Linked DNA regions of Sus scrofa: regions 2 and 3 are each linked to region 1. Evidence: chromatin contacts called from public Hi-C and HiChIP or PLAC-seq data. All regions are on one chromosome and are shown on one strand. Each heading gives the region's core, a stretch centred on a gene start, on an enhancer-like site or on the middle of the called end of the contact. The rest is flanking DNA. Distances are from core to core; before and after follow the strand shown.

Region 1 (2,879 bases), core at 191-2,690:
TAGGCCCAAGAGGACACAGTGAGGAGGGAGGAAGTCCCCCTTTGCCTGGGACTCTTTCTACCTGTATACCCAACAGGAAGTGCCCCAGGCCTAAGCCTGTTATAGGCCTCTCCCTGGGCCCCAGGGAAAGAGTAGGGCCAGCCCAGGTTCATAAGCCTCTGGGCTGCTGCTGAGAGATTAGGACTAGAGTTCTCTGCAGTAAAACACTCACTGGATTGGGACCCTGGAAACTCTTCAATCCAGCCTTCTCATTTTGGAAAACAAGGCAACTGATGCCAGAGGGAAGTAATTTTTTATACTGTCAAATGGCAACTCAGCAGTAGCTGAACTACTTAGAATTCGAGACTCCTATTTCAGTGCTCCTCCGATAGGCCTGGTTGACTACATCTCTCAATGCGAACTCCTCCCTTCACCTCTTCTCCCTCTGCTCCACAGGAAGGTTCAAGCAGGACCTCTGGAGGGATGAAGCGGGAGCGGGAGCGGACTAGGGACCGGGGAGAGGGAGGCGTAAACTGGACAGGGCCCCTTAAGGGGGAGGGCCAACCCTTCGGGGCTCCGCCCCCCTGGGGCGGCGCAGGCGCAGGCGGGCTCCAGGAACTCCGGCAGGAGGGCGGGCGCTCCTGGCTCTCGGGCCGGCGCGCGGGGCCGCAGCACCTGCGGGGGCCGGCGCAGGGCGCTGCGCCCGGCGGGCGGACGTTGACGCCCAAAAGCTAGGGCTGGGGGCCGGGACCGGGACGTGGGAGCTGAGCGGGAGAGAACGCGGCCCCGCAGCCCCCTCCCCGGGGGACGGGGCGGAAGGAGGCGGGTGGGGGCCGTTGTAAGCGGGCGCGGAGGGCAGCACCATCTGGAGGGGCGGGACCGCGCGGCCTCTGGGGGGCAGGCGAGTGCGCTGGGCAGTGCCAGCGGGGGGTCCCAGGCGGGGCGCGCAGGAGGAGCGCGGCGGGCTTAGCCCGGCGCTGCCGGAGCAACAGCCGCAGCGGGTCGGGGTTCTTAGCTGGGGCCCGCAGCAGCTTCGCGGGCTGAAGCTCGGCGTGGAGGAGCAGGGGGGCGTGGGTCCGGTCGTGCAGGAGGAGGGCGGGGTGGGCCCGGGGGTGCAGGAGCGGGGCGGCCGGGGCCACGAGCCCAGCCTGGGGTGGTGTGGGGGCCGCCGGACGGCGCGGACTGGAGGAACCCTCCGCGGTGGACGGGCTCCGCGAGCTGGCCTGTGGTGCAGGAGGAGGGGCTGGGGCCCCGCAAGCAACACCAGGAGAAGGGGGGAGGCAGCCCCGCAGTGCAGGAGCGGGGGGAGGCCCGCACCGGGGTGCAGGAACGGGGGGAGGGGAGCCCACGCAGGCTGCTGCAGCAGCCCGAGCAGCTGTCCGAGTTCGGGGACCGCTCCTGGGAGCGCAGAGAGGAGCTTGAAAGTTCCGGAGAGCTGGGGGAGCAGAACTGGGAGAGCTGCGGGCATCTCAGACGGGAGGCAGTGGTCCTCGGAGCAGCCCCGGCACGACGCAGGAGACTGGAGGTGGTGGGGAGGGCCCGGCCAGTGGGGCCCCGGGGGCCTGAGGGAGAGGGACGCCTCGGGGTGCAGGAAGCAAATTGGCTGCCTGGGGTGCAGGAGGGGCAGGTGGTGCGGGCTGTCCAGGAAACATACTTGGACGGAAAGGGGTCTCAGGAGGGAGAAGAGCCCCCTGAGGGACACAGAATCCGGAGGCGCAGGAGGAGGAGAGGTGGTAACCCAGAGGCTGGCTGCTCAGCACCAGGGTCGGGCAGGGCCGAAGTGAGCGAAGAATGTAGGGGTTTGGGGAGTGGGCAGCAGAACCTCGGAGCTTTGGAAGCCACTGTCGGATAGCAGGCAGTGTCCTGCTGGGTCCTTTTCTGCCTCAGCCGGGTCATCATAGAAGCTGTGTCTGAAGAGAGCCAGTGGAAGGCAGCAGGTAAGGAAGCCCAGTTCTCTTCTCAGCTGGAATTATTGTGTTTGGAAGGAGGGGGCTGCAGTTATCTCAGGAGAACGTGGTCTCCAAACTGCCTTTTTTTATTTCTCGGTGTTTAAACCTGGCAAGGAAGGAAGCAGTGCAGTTTTCAACAGCAAGGCAGGACCCCTCCCCCCAGTACTGTATATGCCAACTGGAGTGATGGGACATTTCCTTAGAGTCTAGACTGGTGGCGAGACTGTCTGGGTGGCTGCCAGGCCTGGGCAGAGGAAGAGAGGAGTAGCCCCAGGCTGAGGCTGTAGAGGAGGTAGTCACCCCTTCACCAGTCTACCAGTGGAGGTAGGGGTGCCTCCATGCCATAGCTGGGGTGGTGCAATCAGCACAGGCTGCCTCAGGTCCTCAAAACACGTTCCAAAAAAGGGAAGGGGCAGCATTGCATTATGAGGACCTTATCTTGTAACCCTGTCGGCCACGTGAGCTGAGATATGAGTGTGGCAGCCAGTGACTTGGGCACGAGCCTGACCTGCTCCCGCCACACCTCTTGTCACATTTGATTAATACTGAGGGCCCAGAGCCAAGGATGAATAGTGGGCCAAAGGGCGAAGAGCTGCTGGTGGTGAGGACCACAACCTGAAAGTGTGGGAGAGGAAAGGGTATCTGCAGTGCTCAACTCTGGGCATCCTCTGTGGCTCAGACCCAGCCCACCCCCGTAGAGGTGGCCACATGGACAGCTGTGGCATTATGGGTTCCTTACCAGCCAGGGCCAGCTCCCAGCCCAGCTTAGAGGTGGGGCTTACAGGAGTGGGGGCTAAATTTGGCTTCCTCTTGACCCTCATGGCCTGGATGCCAAGCCTGTTCGCTCCTGCCCCATATGGGCTTGGTCGGCCACTTGTGGGCCTCATCTTCCTAGGGCTGTTCACCTCTTACCTGGCCCTGTCTGGGTTCTTGCTTCTCTAGCCCTGCGGG
Region 2 (2,879 bases), core at 155-2,654, 320 kb before region 1:
CTGTGCTATACATCAGATTCTTCATTCCATATACAAAAGTGTGCACGTGCCAACCCCAGATACCCAATCCATCCCTCCCCTCCTCTTTCCCCTTTGGTAACCATAAATCTGTTCCCTAAATCTGAGAGTCTGTTTTGTAAATAAGTTCATTTGTATCATTTTTTTAAGATTCCATATATTAGTGATCTCATGATACTTGTCTTTCTCTGTGTGGCTTACTTAGTATGATAATCTCTAGGTCCATCCATGTTGCTGCAAATGGTATTATTTCATTCTTTTTCATGGCTGAGTAATACTCCACTGTACCACATAATGGTATAATATATGTCACATAATATGTACCATATCTTTCTTTATCCATTCATCTGTTGATGAACATTTAGGTTGAAGCTAACCTAATATTTATTTTATTTGCTGTAATTATGTTTTTTTTTTTTTGTCTTTTGTCTTTTTTGTTGTTGTTGTTGCTATTTCTTGGGCCGCTCCCGCGGCATATGGAGGTTCCCAGGCTAGGGGTCTAATCGGAGCTGTAGCCACCGGCCTACGCCAGAGCCACAGCAACGCAGGATCCGAGCCTCGTCTGCAACCTACACCACAGCTCACGGCAACGCCGGATCGTTAACCCACTGAGCAAGGGCAGGGATCGAACCCGCAACCTCATGGTTCCTAGTCGGATTCATTAACCACTGCGCCACGACGGGAACTCCTGTAATTATGTTTTAAAGATCTAAGGAGATAACTTGTAAATGTGATTTATAAGGTTAATAAATGTTTCTTCTTATTATATAGCTTTGTGAATCCTCAGCCTAGTATCTTCTACAAAAATTCAGTTCTCTGGGGAGACACAAGAATTTGTTTGGGTTCTAAATGATTTCTTTTTACCATGAAAATGAAAACTGGATCCTATTTAATGAACTTTTCAAAAGTTGTTTACCAGATTTTGTGTCAGGCACATATACCTCTGCAAACATGGAAACTTCATACAGAGAAAGCAGCTCATATGCAATTTAAAAGAATATAATAACTAATTATATATATTCATCAAAGGTTTTCTCAGTATTGCTTTCTTTCTTTCTTTCTTTCTTTCTTTCTTTCTTTTTTTTTTTTGACTCTTTTGCCTTTTCTAGGGATGCTCCCTAGGCTTATGGAGGTTCCCAGGCTAGGGGTCTAATCGGAGCTGTAGCTGCAGGCCTATGCCAGAGCCACAGCAACGCGGGATCCGAGCCGCGTCTACAACCTACACCACAGCTCACGGCAACACCAGATCCTTAACCCACTGAGCAAGGCCAGGGATCGAACCCGCAACCTCACGGTTCCTAGTCGGATTTGTTAACCACTGAGCCACAACAGGAACTCCTGAACCGGATATTCAATAGGAGCTTGTCAAAAGTGGGGGGTCACAGATCACCCATGCGGAGCACCCAAAAATGCTCAACAATCTGGTGTGGCTGTGGTATGAGATGGTGGTGGCCTGGAGCTTGAATAAAAAGGTTAGAAGACTAGTAAGGGAACCACAGCTAAGAGCAAAGTAAGGAAGATAATAAGGAAAAAAATGATGGCTGCTCTGCCCAGTGCTGTTTTTCCAAAGAGCCCAGATTCTACCGTGAGTGAAACAGATACGGGCAGCTGGTATGTGGGAAAAAAATGTTGTGGCTTGGGAAAGAAGGGAGGATAAAGTATTTCTCATGGGTGCATCCTCTGATTCATTAAGGCATCTTAGTTCACGAGACCATGCCTCCTGGTTCCTTCCTTAGAAGATCACATGAAAATGAGCAGAGAGTGGGTCATCAGGAGAGGGCTCTCCAGGAAGAAGAAAGCTCCTTTGATGGAGGCCTGTGGGCAGTGAGTGGTGTTGGGCAAGCATGCCCACACACACCCGCCTGGGTGACCTCCACATATATACAGCGTCTCCCTGGCCCTCCCTAGGAGTCCTGAAAGAGCAGCCTCCAGTCCAGCTCTGCAGGAACCCCAGCTGGGGCCACAGGTGTGCAGGCCCACTCCTCCCAGGTTCTTTCTCTCCCATCCTGCTTCTTGCTGCTGGATGCAGGTAAGCAAAAATGGAACTGCCCAGTGAGGGGATGGCCAGGGAATAGTGGAGCCTAGCAGTTAAGAGCACAAACGTCCCACTCAAAGGTGACCTGGCTCAGCCACTGAGCAGCTGTGTGACTTCAGGCAATTCATGCAATGTCTCTTTGCCTCAGACTGTCAACGTTCGGCCTTAACGCATGCTTAGAATACTTTTCTCTTCCTCTCTTTGCCCGTCTATTGTCTTGTCGTCAAGTTTTAGCTCAGACAGCCCTTCTTCCAAGAGGCTCTGCCTTGCTTCTGCCGACAAGACTAGGCAACTCTCTGGGTGCTTCCATCACACCTTCAGTTGGATACAGTTCTTCTGGGCACTTGCTAGGGGCGTGGTTAGTGTCCCCTCCAGATTTTAAGTTCCTCAAGGCAAGAGATTGTCCCTGATTCACCAGAGTGAATAGTGCCTGGCAGATAGTGGTCCCTTAATATTTATTTGACTGATGAAAGAATGATAAAATGCTGGCTTGGTGATGAGGTGGAGAGACATACAGAATTTGCAGTCTCTTCCTCCATATGACTTAGCTGATCACTTAAACTGTTGCCTGGGAGTTCCCATTGTGGTGCAATGGAAGCAAACCCCGACTAGTATGCATGGGGACTCGGGTTTGATCCCTGGCCTTGCTCAGTGGGTCAAGGAACCGGTGTTGCCATGAGCTGAGGTATAGGTCACAGACACGGCTCGGATTCCTCATGGCTGTGTCTGTGGTGTACGCTGGTGGCTACAGCTCCAATTCAACCCCTAGCCTGGGGAACTCCATATGCCGTGGGTGTGGCCCTAAAAAGACAAAAAACCAAAACCA
Region 3 (2,879 bases), core at 108-2,607, 280 kb after region 1:
AGTTTAACTACTTGCTTTGAAGATGAGTAGGAGGCCCAGACACTCTCCCAAGTTCACAAGGTGAATAGCTCAATTGAGTAAAAAGGTACCACTTAATAAAACCAAGGTCTCTCTTGTACATCTATACAATCCAGTTCCCTAGTTTTTAACAGTAGGGAGAGGGGTGGCAACTACAGAGTGGAATAGTAGTAAAATCAAGCACATTGTGCTAAGAGCATACACGCTACTCTCCTTGACATGCTGAATATTGTTCTTGGGTCTTTTTGAGTCCAAACATTCCTCTCCCATTTAAGTGTCTTGTACCCCTTCAAAGGTGCCCCTTCAGCTGATTCACGCTTCTCTTATGGTGTATTTGAGTCTTGGGCGAAAAATAAGTACAGCCTATTGTGGGTTTGAGATACTTTAGGTCACTGGTTCATTTCTATGCAAAAAGAAATTTTAGGAAGTGGAGAGGGGGAAGGTTGCAGAGATTCCTAAATGACCAGAATACTTGACCCTGATTTTTTCCCAAGATGCAAATGTCTTAGATATTTAAGCTCCTCTGAGGATGATATAACCAAAATACGTCCACACAAGCAGGGTTACTTTAGAGGAGAAGGAGGTAAAAAGAGAGGGAATATCACGTTTTGTCAATAGGAGGAAAAAGTTGTTATGCAGGAATTCATCAAATATTAAGAAATTTTCCTAAAGAGATGATTAGGGGGAAAAAAAAGAATCTTCCTATCAATTCTCAACGCAAATGAATTAGAGAAAAACGCAGCCAAATAAACAGAAGTACTTACCCCTCTCCCAAAGGAAGGTGAGGTCTTATTAAGATAGCCAGTACCATGCAAAATGTTTTGAGAGTGCCAGCTGAGAAGTGGTACAGATATGGGAAACGTTAGCATTTACTTTTATTAGTGTGGTGACGCAAGAATTATCAGTGCAGTCTTTGCTTTGTGTCCAGACGTGGCGACTCCACAAGCTGCAGGTAGAAGAGCTGGCCAGGGAGAGGGGAGCTAGAACGCAGTTCTGCCACCCACACTCGCAGGGTCTGTTTTGCCTCCGAGGCTGCATTGCAGTGGGTTGTGAACATTCGTGTGTACCAAAGCTTAGAGGGCATTTCTGTAGCAGGAAGGACTCGAAGGGCACAGAGGAACATGATCTCATTTAAGGCATGTGATTCTGAGGCGCTCAGGGTCCAACATAATTTGGGTAGCACGGCGAACTGCCGAAACAGCTGGCTGGCTAGTGGCCACCGCAGCGGCTGCAAGGTTTCCTCCCCTCCAGCAAGAGCCGCTAGGCGCGAGTCGCGTGGAAGGGGCCGCTCTCGCCCGCCACTCATCTCTGTGGTTCCTCCCCCAGCCCTCGGCCGCTGGTGGGAGGGGAGGACGCCGGCGGCACGCGTGCGCACTCCCTCGGTGCAGCTAGTCTGCGTGCGTGCGTGAGTGGGAGGTGACAGGCCTCAGCCTCTGGCCTTCTCCGCTGACTGCTCCTACGCGACGTCTCTAACCATGAACCGGTTTGGTACCCGGTTAATGGGGGCCGCGGCGACCCCGCCACCGCCGCCGAAAGCCCGCAGCAATGAAAACCTCGACAAAATTGATATGTCTTTGGGTGAGGAGCCGAGTCGGACCTTGTTGGAGCGGGAGGAGGTGTGGGTGGATCCAAGTACCGCGGTTGGTGGGGGAAGGGGCGGTCGGCCGCAGTTGTAGATCGAGTTTTCTTGCGGGTGGGCGGAACCAAGGAAGGGCTGATGGGGAACCCGGCGAGCGTTCGCTGGTGTTGGGGTCGGGCCTGAGGGCCTGGGGGTGGAGTGTCCCTTCGGCGGAGATGTGTCTGAAGGGGGCGGGGGCGCTTCGGGCCCGGAGCTTGGGAACGTCGAGGGGGGCGGACCCTCTTCGCCCCGGCGGGGCGCTACCACTCGCGGGTGACCCCGGCTCTTTGTGAGGGAAACCGGCAGGTTTCACCTCAGGCTTGTGCACTGTGGGCATTAGCGGGGGGGCGAAGGCAGGGGTCCGACGGAGCCATCCTTTCTGAGGAAAGCTCCTCGAGAGCCCGGCTGATTCGGTTAAATCCGTGCTTCCAGCGATGGGCTGGTTGGGCGTTTTCTGCGCCCGGGCCTACGGCCTGGCGCCAAATAGAAGCGTAAAGACGCCCCGAGATTTGGCCGTTTCTGACGGGCGCTTTGACGGAAAGGAACGATCGTTAGGAAGGCCTTCAGGTGGGGTATTAGGTAGTGCCTAGAAGAGCGCATTCTCCCCAGCCAGGCCTCCAAGTTAGCACGTTAGCGCAGAACGAAACGAAAACCAGGGTTGGGGAAACCAGATAAAGCGTAGAATCTAGAAAAGTGGGGTGGTTTGGTGGTGATTAGGTGAAAAGTAGGAAGACTGGCGATTCAATTAAAAATTTAGACCTAACACTATTGAGGCATCGGTCTTCTGTGTTTGCTTACTTGGTTTTAAAGTAATTCCGTTTTTGTCGGAATTTAGGTTATGGATTTGATGTATTAGCTTTGCCTGCCCTTTCTGTGGCCTCCAGTTTGTCGGTTTGTCGGATATTTGAAAAGTACCCGGCTTTTCCAAGGGCGGTATTTTTCTTTTCTTTTCTTTTGTGGTTTTTCTGCATAGTTCTTGGTCAAAAGTCAAGAACTCTTGGTTTCTATGATTGCCACAAGTTAGAACCCAATGTGTAAATCAAGCAAATCATCAGAAATCATAGGTTTGACCTTAAGTCTTGCCTATTCCTAAAGACCTCCGAAGAAATGAGAAATCTATTGAACTAAGGTCAAGAAAAAAATATAATACGAGAAGTTCCCGTCGTGGCTCAGTGGTTAACGAACCCGACTAGCATCCACTAGGACGCGGGTTCGATTCCTGCTCAGTGGGTTAAGGATCCGG

The links. A called contact is a pair of places that touch in the nucleus more often than the background predicts. HiChIP or PLAC-seq counts read pairs in DNA pulled down with a chosen protein or histone mark.
Region 2: a contact with region 1 is called in an H3K27ac HiChIP or PLAC-seq map of alveolar macrophages. The contact joins the promoter of TM4SF19 here to the promoter of TNK2 in region 1. A contact is called at or near these places in 1 of 5 promoter capture datasets (fetal liver), 1 of 47 Hi-C or Micro-C datasets (skeletal muscle) and 1 of 2 datasets of contacts at active chromatin or transcription factors (alveolar macrophages).
Region 3: a Hi-C map of liver shows a contact between it and region 1, with 2.5 times the contacts expected there. The contact joins the promoter of FYTTD1 here to the promoter of TNK2 in region 1. A contact is called at or near these places in 2 of 5 promoter capture datasets (fetal skeletal muscle and liver), 4 of 47 Hi-C or Micro-C datasets (brain, embryonic fibroblasts, liver and 1 more) and 2 of 2 datasets of contacts at active chromatin or transcription factors (alveolar macrophages and skeletal muscle).

The regions. Positions count from the first base shown.
Region 1 is chr13:134,080,826-134,083,704 of Sscrofa11.1, forward strand. It overlaps TNK2 (activated CDC42 kinase 1), which reads left to right and starts at 1,441. Exons shown (of 13, transcript XM_021070192.1): 1 at 1,441-1,916. It also overlaps the pseudogene LOC106505774.
Region 2 is chr13:133,757,741-133,760,619 of Sscrofa11.1, forward strand. It overlaps TM4SF19 (transmembrane 4 L6 family member 19), which reads left to right and starts at 1,405. Exons shown (of 6, transcript XM_013991129.2): 1 at 1,405-2,047. The coding sequence starts at 1,863.
Region 3 is chr13:134,362,289-134,365,167 of Sscrofa11.1, forward strand. It overlaps FYTTD1 (UAP56-interacting factor), which reads left to right and starts at 1,358. Exons shown (of 9, transcript XM_003358772.4): 1 at 1,358-1,596. The coding sequence starts at 1,494. It also overlaps a transcript of RUBCN not described here.